Regions from separate parts of the Sus scrofa genome. Here region 1 is linked to region 2. A link is a contact called in public Hi-C data. All regions are on one chromosome and are shown on one strand. Each heading gives the region's core, a stretch centred on a gene start, on an enhancer-like site or on the middle of the called end of the contact. The rest is flanking DNA. Distances are from core to core; before and after follow the strand shown. Region 1 holds the start of DND1 (dead end protein homolog 1). Region 2 holds the start of CD14 (CD14 molecule).

Evidence for each region. A called contact is a pair of places that touch in the nucleus more often than the background predicts.
Region 1: a Hi-C map of liver shows a contact between it and region 2, with 3 times the contacts expected there. The contact joins the promoter of DND1 here to the promoter of CD14 in region 2. A contact is called at or near these places in 2 of 47 Hi-C or Micro-C datasets (heart right ventricle and liver) and 1 of 2 datasets of contacts at active chromatin or transcription factors (alveolar macrophages).

The regions. Positions count from the first base shown.
Region 1 is chr2:142,384,653-142,388,928 of Sscrofa11.1, reverse strand. It overlaps DND1 (dead end protein homolog 1), which reads left to right and starts at 1,522. Exons shown (of 4, transcript XM_003124043.4): 1 at 1,522-1,776; 2 at 1,878-1,995; 3 at 2,371-2,832; 4 at 3,478-4,276. The coding sequence starts at 1,753. The coding sequence ends at 3,935. HARS (histidine--tRNA ligase, cytoplasmic) reads left to right here. Exons shown (of 12, transcript XM_021084891.1): 10 at 185-301; 11 at 489-635; 12 at 978-1,366. The coding sequence ends at 1,049. WDR55 (WD repeat-containing protein 55) reads right to left here. Exons shown (of 7, transcript XM_003480931.4): 7 at 4,244-4,276.
Region 2 is chr2:142,347,607-142,351,882 of Sscrofa11.1, reverse strand. It overlaps CD14 (CD14 molecule), which reads left to right and starts at 2,197. Exons shown (of 2, transcript NM_001097445.2): 1 at 2,197-2,536; 2 at 2,617-3,847. The coding sequence starts at 2,534. The coding sequence ends at 3,735.

The sequences.
Region 1 (4,276 bases), core at 273-2,772, 38 kb before region 2:
ACACCCAGTCAGTTCATTTCTTATTCTTCTAAGAACTACTGTTTGCCCAGTTGCTAGATGAGAAGACTGGCTTGCTCTGGCAGAGTTGGGCCTGGGCTCAGAATCCTGACAAGAGCCTGCTCCGTTTGCCCACTGAAGGTCTTGAAAGGATAGCCCAGCTCCTTCTTAACTGCTTCTTTCCTAGGCGTTGGAGGAGAAGGTCCGGACCACAGAGACACAGGTGCTTGTGGCATCTGCACAGAAGAAGCTGCTGGAGGAGAGACTGAAGCTGGTCTCAGAGCTCTGGGATGCTGGCATCAAGGTAGAGGAGGCAAGCCCCAGAGTGGCAGCAGTCCAGGGCACACTGGGTACAAAGGAAATGAAAGCTTATCCATGGCGGTCCTGCCATTACTGTGACTACTCAGGGTGAAGGCCAGCTTGGGCCCCAAGGAGGTTGTCCCTGAGGACTGCAGGAGGCAGCTTTCATCTCGTTCCCCGGTCCCCTGCAGGCAGAGCTGCTCTACAAGAAGAACCCCAAGTTACTGAACCAGCTGCAGTACTGTGAGGAGGCGGGCATCCCACTGGTGGCCATCATCGGTGAGCAGGAACTCAAGGACGGGGTCGTCAAGCTGCGCTCAGTGACCAGCAGGGAAGAGGTAAGTCGCGGGCAGGGAGGCTGCAGGACCCGGGCCGTGTACCATTCGGGCAGGCCCAGGCCCAGGCCCAGGCCCATTCAAGACCGGAGCAAAAGCGCGGCATTCCTCTCAGCGCCCACTTGGAAAGGACCCAAGGGTTCAGTTGGCCCTGTGATCATGGGAGGGTAAACTCTCCCTCCCCACCTCTGCCCTCTGTCTCTCTGCCCCCCAAGAAGCACTGTCTCCCCTGAGGTGTTTGATTGGGTTCCCGCTCCCAGCTGAGCCAGGCCTGACGCTGGAGAGGGCGGGGGCCCTCAGCCAGCAGAGGATGCGCACACCACCTTGTCCCTCCGTCCCGGCCAGGTGGACGTCCGCAGGGAAGACCTCGTGGAGGAAATCAAAAGGAGAACGAGCCAGCCCTCTTGCACCTGCTGAGTAAAGCCAACCACCCGAGGAACGTGGGACTGGCACGACTTACAGCGAAAACAAAACTCTGCAAAAGTACTGAATTCAACAGCCTGGCACACTTCTGTTCCAGCAGGAAGACCCGAAGAGTGGTCAGAACGGAGACATTTTTATTACGATTATTTTATTGATAATCACAGGCACGAAGGGCCCGCTGCTACACCATTTTCCACATGAGGCCCTGGGGGCTTAGCCCTGCGTGTGCGCCTGAGGCCCGACCTGGTCTCCGCCGCCGCAGGGCCCACAGCCAGCCGCCTAAGGTCCAATAAAATGCCTCAACCACTGGAGCCGGCCTGTGTCACTGTTGCCTCGCCCCGCCTTCCCTGTCAGAGCCCGGGCCTCCCAGTGCGACCACTTCTGAGGTGGAAAACGGGGCGCGTCACTTAGAGAAGGCCCGGCGGGCTCGCCTCCGGCGTCCGCGCTGCGGCGGCCTCTCGATCCGTTTCCTAGGAGGTGGGGCCGCCCGGAGACCCACCCGCCGGGGTCTCCGGCTTCCACCTGCGAGTCGGAGGTTCCCGAGGCGCACGTGCGGCGGGTCCCCCCACCCCCTTGAGAGGCGGGGTCGTGCCCTGAGCCAATGAGCGCCTGGGGGGGTGGAGGCGTGGGGAAGCTTCCAGATAGGCCGACAGGGCGGAGGTTATAAAGGGGGCACGGGCGAGCCGGCGGGAGAGCCATGCAGTCCAAGCGGGAGTGTGAGGTAAGTGCTCGGCTGCCCGGGGCTCGCTGCGTCCGCGGCATCCCCCGCGAGGTGGGGCGGGCGCGGCGGTCCGCCCCTCCAACCTGCCCTTTCCCCCCCAGCTGTGGTGTGAGAGGGTGAATCCAGAGAACAAGGCGGCGCTGGAGGCGTGGGTCAGGGAGACGGGCATCCGCCTGGTGCAGGTGAACGGGCAGAGGAAGTACGGCGGGCCACCGCCAGGTATGCTAGTCCCGGCCCCCTCGCCTGCGGGGCCGCCTAAGGCAGCCTCGACGGCCCCGACCCGCGGCGCCTGGGGGAGGGGCTGGGCGCCACCGTCAGGAACCCCGAATTACCCGTTGCAGGCCCCGCCCCAAGCAGATGAACTTCTTGTCCGTGGGTCCCAAGCCGCCCGCCCCCTCGAGGAAGGAAGCCTGCCTTAAGGTGCCCTCCCCGCTGTTAGCTCAAGTCACCCACCTACTTAACACCAGCGGCCCGGTGGGGTTGTACCCATTTCACGGACGTGCACGACTTACCCCTCCCACGCCGGGTCCCTGAGCCGCGTCCTCAGAACCTTCCGGGGGGGTGACGGCGCCCCTCTCCACCCCTTTCCGCCAGGATGGGTGGGCAGCCCGCCGCCCGCCGGGTCGGAGGTGTTCATCGGGCGGCTGCCCCAGGACGTGTACGAGCACCAGCTGATCCCACTGTTCCAGCGCGTGGGCCGCCTCTACGAGTTTCGCCTGATGATGACCTTCAGCGGCCTGAACCGCGGCTTCGCTTACGCCCGCTACAGCTCGCGGCGCGGCGCCCAGGCCGCCATCGCCACGCTGCACAACCACCCGCTGCGGCCGTCCTGCCCGCTGCTCGTGTGCCGCAGCACCGAGAAGTGCGAGCTGAGCGTGGACGGGCTGCCGCCGGGCCTGAGCCGCCGCGCGCTGCTGCTCGCGCTGCAGCCGCTGGGGCCCGGCCTGCAGGAGGCGCTGCTGCTGCCCAGCCCCGGGCCGGCGCCCGCGCAGATCGCGCTGCTCAAGTTCAGCTCCCACCGCGCCGCAGCCATGGCCAAAAAGGCCCTGGTGGAAGGTAGGGGTGGAGACTGCGGGGGTCGCTGGTTGGGGCCAGACACGTTCTGCGGACATTCTACCTTTGCACTGGAGCATAGGTTGGCATCGCGGGTTCTAGTTGCCAGGCCTTCGGGTCAGGCCCACCCGAAGGGGCGACGGAAACTATTTGACCTCCCCCTGAATCTCCACTGATGCTGCCAACCACCGCTTAACTAAGCTGAACACAGAATGCTCTTCCTCTTTAGATATTTAAAACACTCGCTTGCCCAAGGCATTCCAGCTGAGCCTACCTCTTGCCCACCACCGAAGCTAAGCTATTTCCTCACACAGCTGTGAGAATTGATCGGCACTTAACACATTCTCTAGTTCTCGGCTAGTGTTCAAGGTAAAGGTTAGCTATTGTGATGGTTATGAGGTGTCAGAGCCTGCCTCGGCCAGTACTCCAGGGAAACTGAAGATAGTAGGTATTATGGTTCTTTTGTAAATAAGCACAATGAGTCCTAGAGAAGTTATTTAACTTGCCTGAGATCCAACCACCAGGACATGGGGCTGCTGGAAATTAAACAGGCCTGTGTGGCTCCAAAGGACTCACAGAGGTGCACGTGGGTGGGGGAGATGTTGGGCCCTAGGGCTTAGACCCGACCTGTCCCCCTTTTTCCTGCAGGGCAGTCACACCTCTGTGGAGAGCAGGTGGCAGTGGAGTGGCTCAAGCCAGACCTGAAGCAGCGGCTCCGCCAGCAACTCATGGGTCCATCGCTGCGGTGCCTACAGTCTGAGGGCAGCCAGTTGGCCCTGGCCAGGGACAAGCTAGAGTCCCAAGGGGCTCGGGCCGCCCTGCAGCTGCTGTGCCAACGGATGAAGCTGGGCACCCCAGTGTTCCTCACCAAGTGTCTGGGCACAGGCCCTGCTACCTGGCACCACTTCTGGTACCAGGTGGTGATCCCTGGGCATCCAGTGCCGTTCAGTGGCCTCATCTGGGTGGTGCTGGCCTCAGATGGGCAGGATGGGCATGAGGTGGCCAAGGAGGCTGTGTCTGCGCGGCTTTTGGAGACGCTGAGTGAATCTGGGGCCAGCCTCCTGCGGTCCGCTGTGGCTGAGGCAGGTACCATGGTTCAGCAGTGACCTCATCCTCTCCGTAGGCAGCCTGAGCAAGTAGCAGAGCCTGTGTCAGTCCCTGGCCCAGCAGGCCTGGGCAGCCACCATCTGATCCCAAGAAGCGAGGAGCATGGGCCCTGCCCTGGGCCTGACACAGCCTCTTGGTTGGGACAGGGCCCCCATGCACCTCTGGGCAACTAGGTTTGACCAAGTTGTGGGGAGGGACTTCGCCTTCCCCTCCCAGCCCAGAGGCTGACCCCAAGATTGTTCTGTGTGTGACACATACACACCCACCCTCTGGCCTCTTCCCGAAGCTTAGCATGAATCTTTGCTTATTTTTTGTCTTTTCTGATGTTTTTATTTGGGGG
Region 2 (4,276 bases), core at 948-3,447:
GGTGGAGGCGGGGCGCCGAGCGAGGTGGAGGCGGGGCGCCGAGCGAGGTGGAGGCGGGGCGCCGAGCGAGGTGGAGGCGGGGCGGAACCAGGAGGCTGGACCACGGGCAGGGCGGGGCGAAGGGAGGGTGGGAAGGACCGAGAGAGAGAAGATGCAAAGAGAGAACTGGGGCCAGGCCAGGGCGGGGGGAGGCTGGAGACGGCTGGGAGGGGTGGGCCCTGGGCGGAGAACCCAGCGAATTCTGAGTAGCCTTGGTCTCAGGTTTCTCTGCCTCAGACCCAGGGAAGCTGGACGCCGACCGCCTCTGGCCACAAGGACGCCTAACGCATTGGTTTTTTGTTTTGGGGGGGTTTTTGTTTTTGTTTTTGTCTTTTCCAGAGCCGGACCCGCGGCATGTGGAGATTCCCAGGGTAGGGGTCTAATCGGAGCTGTAGCCGCCTGCCTACACCACAGCCACAGCAATGCGAGATACGAGCCGCCTCTGCTACCTATACCACAACTCACGGCAATGCTGGATCCTTAACCCACTGAGTGAGGCCAGGAATGGAACCCGCGTCCTCGGGTTCGTTAACCGCTGAGTCAGGACAGGAACGTCGCCTAACACATTCTAAAGGGAACATTCAAGACTACCTCTAGGAGTTCCCCTGGTGGCTCAGCGGAAACGAATCTGACTAGCATCCATGAAGACGCTATGGGTACCGCCCTAAAAAGACGAAAGACAAAAAAAAAAGAAAAGAAAAGAAAGAAAGAAAGAAAGAAAGAAAGAAAGAAAGAAAGAAAGAAAGAAAGGAAGGAAGAAAGACAGAAAACCTGAGCAAAGTAACAGTTACCTCACCCTTTTCCTGTTCACAATCACCTTCCCCTGTGCCGCTAACCAAATTATACCCTTTACCCATAAGTATCCCAAGACCCGAGCTTTCTGGAAGGCGAATCTGAGACTTGTTCTCCTTGCTCCTCACTTGGATGCCTCATGAATCAACTTTCTCTGCTGCAAATCTCAGCATCTCGTGTTTGGCTTACTGCCTGTTGGGCAAACAAACCTGGTTCAGTAACACTTCCCCACCCTCTGGGACACTTGGCGGTGTTTTTTGTTTTTTGTTTTTTGTTTTCCATGTGAGAATACAGGTGAGGTACTGGGAGTTCTGGTTGGCTCAGTGGGTTAAGGATCCAGTATTGTCACTGCTGTGGCTCGGGTCACTGCTGTGGGGACTTCCGCGGGCCTCGGGTAGAGCCAAAAACAAACAAAAAGATGAGTTACTAATTAATCCTCACTCAACACAGGTCTAGCTTTTCTTTGCTAGAATGTAGGAATTGTGCTCGGTAGGAGAAAGCTAGGTGCATGTGGGAAAATTATATTAGAAATATCTCATTTCTCAGTTTCAGGATGAGGATGTGGAAAATAAGAGATCGAGGACCTTGGCCAGTATGTCTCAGTTTTACATCTCCACTTTATTTATTCGTTTCTTTATTTATTTCTTTATTTTGCTTTTCAGGGCCGCATCTGAGGCATATGGAGGTTCCCAGGCTAGGGGTCAAATCAGAGCTACAGCTGCCGGACTGCACCACAGCCACAACAATGAAGGATCCAAGCCGTGTCTGCGACCTACACCACAGCTCACTGCAAAGCCGGATCCTTAACCCGCTCGCTGAGCAAAGCCAGGGATCGAACCTTCAACCTCATGGTTCCTAGTCGGATTCATTTCTGCTGTGCCACCACAGGAACTCCAACACCTCTACTTTTAAGAAAGCTGTTACTTTAAAAATTGTGCATCACTCTATTGTATACCTGTGACATATAACAGCATACATCAACTATACTTCAATTGAAAAAGAAAAAGAAAGCTATTCCTTTCTAAATAAACACAAAGACCTTGTCAGTCAAATAAGGAGAGGGGAGAAGTGGTTCTTCAGATCAACTTTATTCTCTCAGAACCTAATTCTAGCCTTAGAGTCGATACATGAAGTCCGCAATCTCTTCCACAAAATCGCCAGTTAAATATCTGAGGATTTTCAGGAAGTCGGACTTGGGCGACAGGAGGTTAATAGCAACCACCACGACGAGGGAAAAGTTAAGGAAACTCCCTGGGTTTGAGTCTCGAGGATACCGGCAGGGGACCAAGAGCCCTGGCCTGAGGCACTCGGGATCTTCCTTTCCCCATCCCGGACAAGCCCGGGGGCGCATGAGTCATCAGGGCACACTGCCTAGTGCCAAGGATTCTAGAGGCCTTGCAAGATCCTTCCGGTTAGGGCCCCACTCCTGCTGCGTCAGGCAGGCAACATCCCTCATTGCAAAATTTCGCAGAAGTGTAGCGAACGTGGGTGGTTGGGAGGAAGAGAGGTGGGAGGTGGCAGAGTTCAAAGAGTAGGGAACAGAGTGACACCCCCCGGATTACACAAACCCCCAAAGTCTGCCAAAGAGTGAGGACAGATAGCGTTTGTGGAGCCTGGAAGCCAGGGAGTGCCGCGGTTAAAGGAGCCACAGCCCTTTCGAGAGCCGGCGGGAGACGCAGAGGCTTTGAGGACCTTATCGACCATGGTGAGTGTGTGCACGAGGGCTGCTCGAGGAACCTCAGGACCCGCAGGAGCGAGCGGCGCTAACCTCCCCTCTCTTTCCAGGTGCGCTTGCCCTGCCCGTTGCTGCTGCTGCTGCCCCTGCTGCGTGTGTCTGCGGCCACCCCGGAGCCCTGCCAAATAGACGACGAAGACGTCCGCTGCGTCTGCAACTTCACGCATCCGCAGCCGGACTGGTCCAGCGCCCTGCAGTGCGTGGCTGCCGTCGAGGTGGAGATCCGCGGCGGCGGCCGGAGCCTGGAAGAGTTCCTTTTAAAGAGCGCCAGCGCCAACCCGAAGCAGTACGCGGACATGCTCAAGGCGCTGCGCTTGCGGCGACTCACGGTGGGCGCTGCGCGGGTTCCTGCTCAGATTCTGGCCCTGGTCCTGCATGCGCTCGGGTTCTCCCGCCTCAAGGAACTGACGCTCGAGGACCTGGAGGTAACCGGCCAGGTACCGCCGCCGCTTCAGGAAACGCCGGGACCTGCGCTCACCACCCTCAGACTCCGTAATGTGTCGTGGGCCACCGGAGGTGCCTGGCTCGGCGAACTGCAGCAGTGGCTCCAGCCAAGCCTCAAGGTACTGAAAGTGGCGCAAGCAAGCTCGCTTGCCTTTCCGTGCGCCCAGCTTCGCGCCTTCCCGGCTCTCACCACCCTGGACCTATCTGACAATCCCGGGCTGGGCGAGCGCGGGCTGACTGCAGCTCTCTGTCCGCGCAAGTTCCCGGCCCTCGAGGATCTGGCGCTGCGCAACGCGGGGATGGAGACACCCAGCGGCGTGTGCGCGGCGCTGGCGGGGGCGGGCGTGCAACCCCACCGCCTGGACCTCAGTCACAACTCGCTGCGCGCCACCGCCGCGGGCGCCCGGGAGTGTGTCTGGCCTGCCGCCCTGAGCTCTCTCAATTTGTCATTCGCTGAGCTGGAGCAAGTGCCTAAAGGACTGCCGCCCAAGCTCACCGTGCTTGATCTCAGCTGCAACAAGCTGAACAGAGCGCCGCGGCCAGAGGAGCTGCCCGCCGTGGATGACCTGACCCTGGAAGGGAATCCCTATATGGATCCTGAAGCCCTCCAGCACCAGGAAGACCCGATGGCCTCTGGCGTGGTCCCACCCTGTGCGCGTTCCGCCTTGACCATGGGGGTGTCGGGAACCCTGGCGCTGCTTCAGGGAGCCCGGGGCTTCGCCTAAGGCCCAAGGAAGGGGAATTACTGGCTCAGACTGCCGTGGCTCCGGGGGAGCCTCCTCAGGACAACTCAACCAACCACCCCTCTGCCCCACCTTCATTAAAATCTTGAACAACAGCTCGTGGTGTCATTCACTCAATAGATGTTACTGGGCCTTGCTGGATGGGGATCCATTCTATTTAAGCTTTCTTCATTCGAACTCCCTAAAATCCAAATATCTGCCCTACCTTGGAAGAGAACTGCAGGGGGAGTGCACAGGAGGGGCAGGGAAATGGTGGCCTGTCTAGGGAGTTTGGGGATGGGAACGGATGCAAGATGCTGTCATTAACAATCTGTCCCAGGGAGTTCCCGTCGTGGCGCAGTGGTTAACGAATCCGACTAGGAACAATGAGGTTGCGGGTTCGGTCCCTGCCCTTGCTCAGTGGGTTAACGATCCGGCGTTGCCGTGAGCTGTGGTGTAGATTGCAGACGCGGCTCGGATCCCGCGTTACTGTGGCTCTGGCGTAGGCCGGTGGCTACAGCTCCGATTCAGCCCCTAGCCTGGG